2 separate regions of the Zea mays genome follow, and region 1 is linked to region 2. A link is a contact called in public Hi-C data. All regions are on one chromosome and are shown on one strand. Each heading gives the region's core, a stretch centred on a gene start, on an enhancer-like site or on the middle of the called end of the contact. The rest is flanking DNA. Distances are from core to core; before and after follow the strand shown. Region 1 holds the start of LOC100382204 (putative cytochrome P450 superfamily protein). Region 2 holds the start of LOC100273938 (Plant UBX domain-containing protein 8).

Region 1 (4,044 bases), core at 1,029-3,528, 940 kb before region 2:
AGGGTAAAATACTTGGTGCACCATGAGGTGCAGTCGAATCTATGTGATCCGACCCTAGGGAAGCGCCACCGCATGTTCAAATTCGCATGAGGCGCATCGCCTTATCCACCACGCCGATAGAATCGACACCGCTGCCCATCTAACTTTGCAATGGTTTGGCTCGATCTATAATCTATGGGTTTAGATTGTTTTTAAATAAATATCCCATTAATTAAGATCTACCTATATGATATTAAAGACAAACTAACTACTTATTAACTAGAAAGCTGTAACACTAACATTACAATCATATTGGATGAGTGGCAGTATGAACAGTTCTCGTGCCTAATATGGCTAAATCGTTCGGTACTCTATTACATGAACAATCTTCCACTGTGATAGCTGCTAGCCTGCTACCTTACATTCATCTCTTTATTCTGGCCCAAGACTATAAATGTGAAAAACCAAACTATCCAACTTAATCCAGGGAGAATGAACTCAAGTACTGCGGTCAACAAGAGACCGATTTCTTTCTGCAATTGAGTGTTCTTGTGCGTTTTTTTTTGGGTAAGGTAATCTGTGTTCTTGAATTTTGTTTGATCCACAACTTCTCAATAGATAAACCTCGGTACTCAGGGAGGCAGATCAAATTCCTTGTGCTACTGCAGTAATGTCTGAACGAGCGTCCTGCGCTTGGGGACTAGGACGAGCGGAATCCGCCGCGGCGTCGTCAGCCCCGGCGCCTCGCCCATGTCGAGGTCCTCCAGGCGCATGCCGGCGGGGAGCTCCCATTCGAAGTGGTGCAGGAGGCTGACGAGCGCGAGCTCCAAGACTGGCAGCGCGAAGTTGATGCCGGGGCAGATCCTCCGGCCGGCGCCGAACGGGATGAACTGGTAGTCGGTCCCTCTGAAGTCCACCGAGGGACTGCCGCCCACGAACCGCTCTGGGCGGAACTCGTCCGGTGCGTCCCACACAGCAGGGTCCCGCCCGATGGCCCACACGTTGACGAAGAGCGCCGTCTTGGCCGGAATCTCGTAGCCCTGCACAACCGCGGGCGTTGTTGATTCGTGCGGGACGAGGAGCGGCGCTGGTGGGTGGAGCCGAAGCACCTCTTTGAACACTGCCCTCAGGTACTCCATTTTGTTCAGGTCCGGTTCAGCGATGGTCGTCTGATCGGCGCTGACGACTCGCGCTATCTCGCCTTGGAGCTTGCTCATCACCCGCGGGTTGGCAATGAGTTCGGCCATGGTCCATTCCAGCGTTTGGGATGATGTTTCAGTTGCAGCAGCTATCATGTCCTGCAGACTCAAGAATCGAGTACGGATGAGATGAACAATATTGGATTATCGGCAGTAAACATTTCTTGATGAGATACTGGAAGAGCGTTTCTGCGAAGATAACCTCGATGGTAGCTTTGATGCGATCGTCTGTGAGCTCGAGCCCATCTGCGCCTTCTTCCCGCAGCCGGAGCAAGACATCCAAGAAGTCCTCAGCCTCCTCCCCTGCGTCGCCACACCCCTTTTCCTTGTGTGCGGCCACTATATCGGACAGGAACTTGTCCCACGCCTCGGCCATGTCTTCGATCTTCTTATCGAGGCCCGTCGCCCATCTCACAAACCTCGCCGGTGCGTCCGGCAGCACGTCTTCGGGTTGGAAGCCCGCCATCAGCGCTGCGGAGTTCCCCATCAGCTGTTTCAGCTTCTCTGCTGTTGCCCCAGCGGCACCGGTGGCCGCGCGGGTGACCACCGCGTTGGTGTAGCCGTACAGGAGCTCCCTCATCTCCACGGCCTCCCCAGCCTCCGCGGTGCGGCGTGTCCGTGCGACGAGCGCGGCTACCTCGGCAACCCGTACGGGCGCGAAAGATTCCACGCGCCGCGGAGAGAGGAGGTGGACCACCGCGATCTTCTTGCCCCGGCGCCAGTTCTCGCCGTAAGGCGCGAACGACACGTTGCTGCACCCATACATCAGCTTATCCCCTCCCACGCTGCGTGGGCGGGAGGCGAAGGCGAGGTCGTGGTTCTTGAACAGATCCGCGGCCACGGCCGCAGTGGACACGACCAAGGTCGGCCTACGCCCGAGTTGCAGGAAGAGGAGACCGCCGCCGCCGCCATAGCGAAGCTGCAGCTCTAGCAAGGATCGGTGCGCGAGGCGGCCGATGAGGTGAAGGTGGCCGATCAGTGGTAGCGACGGCGGAGACGGCGGGAGCTTGCTGCTCCTGCGGTTGTTGATAACGTAGAGGAAGACAATAAGCGCGCCGGCGGCGAGCAGGTAAAGAGGCATTGTTTGTTTTCTGCTCTCGTGAGTGGTGACCAGTCTATTGCTGCGGGGAAAAGACTGGATTTTGTTCGGCTTTGGGCTAGAGATGAAAAACGGTCAGTAAATAAAAAAACTATTTATGTTTATATATTTTTATTGAAAATAAAACAAAAACAGTAACTCTAGAGACAAAAAATGGTATCAGTATTTTGAAAATATCGAAAAGGGAGGTTTGGTACGGAAAATATAACTATAACAATCGAAATCTAAAATTCAATCGATATTTATCAACATAAAGTTATCTCAATATAACAAAGTTGACAAAGATCATAAGTTCAGTATTCACAATATAACAAATTCATAATTCATACTATTTTTTCAAGTTCACAATATTACAAATTAATGAATATCATAAGTTCATAGACTTGAAGTTCAAAAGTTAGCAAGTTCATAATATAACAAGCTCCCAATTCACCATAGTAGGATCAATGCGAGTACGAAATGGATAAAGTACGATTATATTTTTAAAATTTATAGGTTATATATCTTTACAATATAAAATCTATTGTACAACACAAGTGCACCTACGTCTTTTACCCAAGCAGAGTAGCAGACCATGGCTCGAATCCCTTCCACCTCTTATTTTAACGATTTTTACAAACACGGCAGGCGATCCACCCTATTGGGCTTCATGGGCCTATTTTGTTTTCGGTAAATTCAAAGAATTTTTTATGGTAAATTTTGATGATGAAAAGAGCGCCACATGTTCTCTAACTTGAACTCAATTTTATTAAGCTTGTTGTGGAAGCTCTTCATGACGAGAGAGGATGAGGATCCTAAGTCCCTGGTGGTAATTGAGGCAAGTGCCAATGTCAGTCTTGGAGGTGAAAACCCGTAAAGTGTTCTTCTCTCATATGAAGCCCTAGACTCCTCTCGTATGTAGTTAGGATTTTGTCTCTTTTGGTTGTTGCGCCATCATCGTAGTCTCTCCATCTATTGCATCTGGAGAGGAGGGAGACGATTGCTCCTAACTTCCACAATGGTCGTCTTCCATCAAAGTCAAGCAGTGCTATGTCTCGGCGCATTCATCATCATCTACTTTGAGCTCTTCCTCAGTCACTTATTAATGACTTTGTACCATTAGCAGCAACAACATCTTCACCACCAAGGTATATAATATAGTCACGAAAGCTTAAAGGACAGTACAGATCTAAGCTCTCATTTAACGTTGTCAATATTTTTTATTAAGATATCAAGAAGCATGAAAGTTTTCCCTATCCTCCTTGGAACGCATCACAAGGATGCCTATGCAAGAGCCTAACTCTCATTCGGTGAACTCTATGGATGGTCTCAAGCTTTTCCCATGTGCAAGTTGGTCTCTAGAACAGCCTTTTCCAAACCACTCCCTAGCGTATTCACAATCAAGTTTTGGCCGAAACTGCATGAGACTAGTTCCCTCTAGTACAATATAGCAGCCACACCACAAATGCAATTGGCATGATATCACAAGAGTACAAGCCACTCCGAGCACAACCATAGTGCGTGCAAGCACCAAGTGGCAAGTGGTTTACAAACAACAATAAAAATTGCGCCTAAACCTAGAGCGAGCAGTATAAGCGGTGGTTTAACTAACTTAAGCACTTTACAAAGCATTCACACTAATTTTCTTGAGCACTTGGGTGTCCAAAGCTACTATAAATGAGCCTCAACTCACTATATATGTTCCTCGTCTCCCACACCACTCAAATAGCCTGTTGGGTTCCTATTTATAGCCCCCATGGAGATATATATGATGTGTTTGGTTCTACT
Region 2 (3,806 bases), core at 667-3,166:
GATTTAATTCATTTTTATAATATTAAAATTACGAATATTGAATGGTATATTTTGCTACCAAACTAATTGTATGTCTTAATTTAGTCACACTTAAATATAAAGTAGTTTCCTAAATTATAATTTAAGATTTAATTCATTTTTATAATATTAAAATTACGAATATTGAATGGTATATTTTGCTACCAAACTAATTGTATGTTTGCATTACGTTGTTACAATAGTTATTTAGATTGGTAAAAATTATAAAATTTAAAGTGTACTCTATTTAAATCATGAGATATTTTGATTTTTAGATATTATGTTTTTATCATGTATCTATATATATAGTGTATAATATTGAAAAACAAAACATCATAATAACTTAGAATGCAACAAGTCTCGCTAACGAGCATCTCAAAGAGCTCCTGATTAATACTTCCAAAACAATAGTCTAGGGGCAATGGTGAAAAAATCAGTCCAACAACTTCTATTAGATGATCCTAATTTATTCGGTGCCCTAAACCAGAACATCGTGGTACAAATTTAGGGTCGAGCCTATGATTTTTTTTGTTTCCCACGCCTAGAAGCATTGCCACCATTCTTAGAGCAACTCTAATAGTTATATAAATTTTAGCTCTCTAAATTACAGATTTAAGAAGTTGCTAAATAACTTTGGGAGTAAAAAAATGTGAGTTCTCTAAATATAGGTTGTAGTTTTGTTTTGTATCTATCCACATAAAAAAATAAAGTCACAAATGTCATCAATTACCTTCATTATCTACATAATGCAGTAAACATTTTTGTTTAGAGAGTTGCTAAATGGTTGCCAAATGCACGGCCGGCCCTGAGGGGGTGCACCGGGCCCCCAAAAACAGAGGGCCCCTCTGGCCACCAGATGTTAGCATTTTTTTTCCGCTAAGCATATCTAACCTAGACATAAATACGCAAGAGCGATGCATTATCGATCAGTTTCGTTTAGATTGTTAAACTAATGTCTTAATTACTTATCTAATATTCACTTCGTTCCAAAATAGTATTTGTTTTAACTCTTGATTTTTATGTCTATATTCAACTAGATGATGAGGAATCAACTATAGAAGCAAAATAAATTCTATTTTGATACAAAGAGAGTATTATTTACTATACACATGATGGTTGCATCGACGGAGATAAGATTTTTAAACTTGAAATATTTTTTGAACTATTTAAGAGGTCAACAATGACTTAAGAGAGGTTAAATGGTTTGGTGATTATATGTATCTAAAAGAAGTTGTTGGATGAGATTGATCTTAATGGTATAAGCGATGATTTGTATCACAAAACGTTAGAAGATATTTTTAATGACATCGGATAACAAATATGTGTTTTGCTATATTTTATATTTGTAATCTTATAAACTTGAAAATAGTGCATTATAATTTGTATACGTTAAATATTATATATATTGTGTGTGGATGAGGCCTCCATTTCGGATTTCGCACAGGGCCCCTGAAAAGTCAGGAACGGCCCTGGCCAAATGTAGAGAGGAAATAAGGTTAGATGAGAAGTTAAATTTAGAAAGTTCATTTAGAGAACTGTTGGAAATGAGTTTTTGTGTTAGCTACTTAAATTGTTGATTTAGGAAGTCTATTAGAGAACTACTGGAGTTGCTCTTAAAGCTGTATTGGGATATTTTTAAGGAGCTGTTGGAGTTATATATGTTTTTTTTTTACTTTTAAACTTTTAGGATGAAACTAATATAGAGATATTGAAAGTAGAATTATTAGGAGATGTCCGAGATGCTCTAATCGTTTAAAGTCTGGGATCACGGCGGGTTAAAGAAAATATTAGTTTATTTTCTCTACGATCCCCTCTCACTTCAATCCCAACGTGATCCTAATAAGTGTTGAGAACTGTTTGATGATAAGGGAAAGCCCTTTTGAAGTGGGTTGTTCAGCTCAAAGACTTCAGCCAACAGGTCACCGCTTCAGAGATCGGAATCAGAACACCTGCCGCTCTTCAGTTTGTTGACGCAACTCCTCTCCTATCTTCTATCTCCCTCGCTCCCTCCTCGGCGTCGCGTTGGCACCGAGCCCTCCCGCCATGGCAAGGCCGCTGCAGGAAGCGATCGATACCTTCATCAGCATCACGGGGGCGGACGAGGCCGTCGCCGTACGCAAGCTCGAGGTACCGCTTAAAGGCCTTTCTTTTTTCCTTTTCACTTTTTCCTGTTCAATTCAGAATCAGGAATCTAGCGAAATTGGTTAGGCTTTGGATTTGGTCACGTTGGGGCGAGCGTTAGGGCTTGGTGTTTAATCGTGCTTTCAGGTTTGTAGCGGATGGGGTTGGGGTTTTGGTGTGATGCGACGAGATGTCATCGGGATGAGGTGCGACGGATTTGCGTGCCGGGCTTATTAGCAAGTGTTGGATCGTGGAGTCACAAGCAAGTGTTGGAATTCGTGTACTGTTACGGAGTGGATTTTGTTGCCGAATCTCGTCGCTTTTCTTGTCCCCTTTCTGTTTTTTTCTCTTTATATATAATTGTTATTCATCAAAAGAAAAGGTCCAATTTCTGCCTCAGTCGAGTGAAAAAAGGCCCGTGTTGGTCACAGGGCATCCAGTTTGATTGACATTGTTTGCATGATCTGGTCCAGTTTGCTGTTCCTGTTCGAAATGATTTACTTGGCTTTGCATCATTCTGTTTAGTAGCATTTTCAGAAATATCTCATGCTCATTACGTTTATGGGTGTTCATAGTTACAATTCCACGATAAGCCTGTCAGAGTGTTGACTACACTTGATATCATACTTTCATTCAATGTGCTCGAACCAATCCTAAGGCCTTGTTCGTTTGTGCTGGATTGGTGGGTCGGAACAATTCCTAACCGGATTGCTTCTCTAATTTATATAAACTTTGATTAGCTGGAACAATTCCGGGTGCAATCCGACGTAAACGAACAAGGCCTAAGTTGGAACTCACAAAACAATTTTGTTACCTTGTTATTCCTATCGTTTTCTTTTTCAGGGGTCTGTTACTGTAACTCTTATCTTTAGATACCACCAATGAAGTGGCGTGTACCATCTGCAGACATTTCTTGTACTTGTTTACATGCGAGTATTCATAGTTACATTTCCAACGAGCCTGTTGAGTGTTGGCTACGCTTATTACCGTACTATCATCTAACGTGCTCGATCCGATCTTGAGGGAGATCTCATAACAGTTCGTTAACTTCATATTACTATGATTTTCTCTTCCAGAAGTCTAGCAAAGCCTATTTGCATCTGTTTCCAGCTTTCCATCTACCTATCATCTAGTCATAGTGGCTAACTGACTAATGTAATCCAGGAACATGGTGGTGACCTTAATCGAGCAATAAATTCGCATTTCAATGATGGAGACAGCATATTGTAAGTGTTTCAGCTTTCCTAACCATGTTTTCTATGGATATTGAAGTTCACTCCTGGTACCAATACTGTCGATTAATAACATGTTTTGTTGTTTACAGGAATGGGATCAGTCAAAACACCATGCCCACTAGTCATGATGATATGATGGACCTGGATGGACCCCTTGATAATACATTTCAAAGATCTTTGTTCCCAGAGAATTTTCGTGACCCTTTTGCTCTAATGGATCCAAATTTTCAGCACCAATTTTTTGACAGGGTTGGCTCCACTGATGGTGTCACTCGTGGACCGCTAGTTTCACACCCTAGAGAGGTGAGGGAGATTCCTATAGAAGTTAAGGATAGTGATCCTCAAACAAGTCCATCTGGCCAGGCCCCTGTTATTGAGGATGTTACTGGACATGAGTCTTCAAATGGCCTTGAAGTTCATGAAACTATCATA

Evidence for each region. Hi-C and Micro-C count contacts between places; a contact is called where the count stands out from the background.
Region 1: a Hi-C map of leaf shows a contact between it and region 2, with 10 times the contacts expected there. The contact joins the promoter of LOC100382204 here to the promoter of LOC100273938 in region 2. A contact is called at or near these places in 2 of 25 Hi-C or Micro-C datasets (both in leaf).

The regions. Positions count from the first base shown.
Region 1 is chr2:201,848,271-201,852,314 of Zm-B73-REFERENCE-NAM-5.0, reverse strand. LOC100382204 (putative cytochrome P450 superfamily protein) reads right to left here and starts at 2,278. Exons shown (of 2, transcript NM_001174963.1): 1 at 1,381-2,278; 2 at 295-1,277. The coding sequence starts at 2,259. The coding sequence ends at 639.
Region 2 is chr2:200,909,380-200,913,185 of Zm-B73-REFERENCE-NAM-5.0, reverse strand. LOC100273938 (Plant UBX domain-containing protein 8) reads left to right here and starts at 1,916. Exons shown (of 10, transcript NM_001360499.1): 1 at 1,916-2,145; 2 at 3,304-3,365; 3 at 3,464-3,806. The coding sequence starts at 2,062.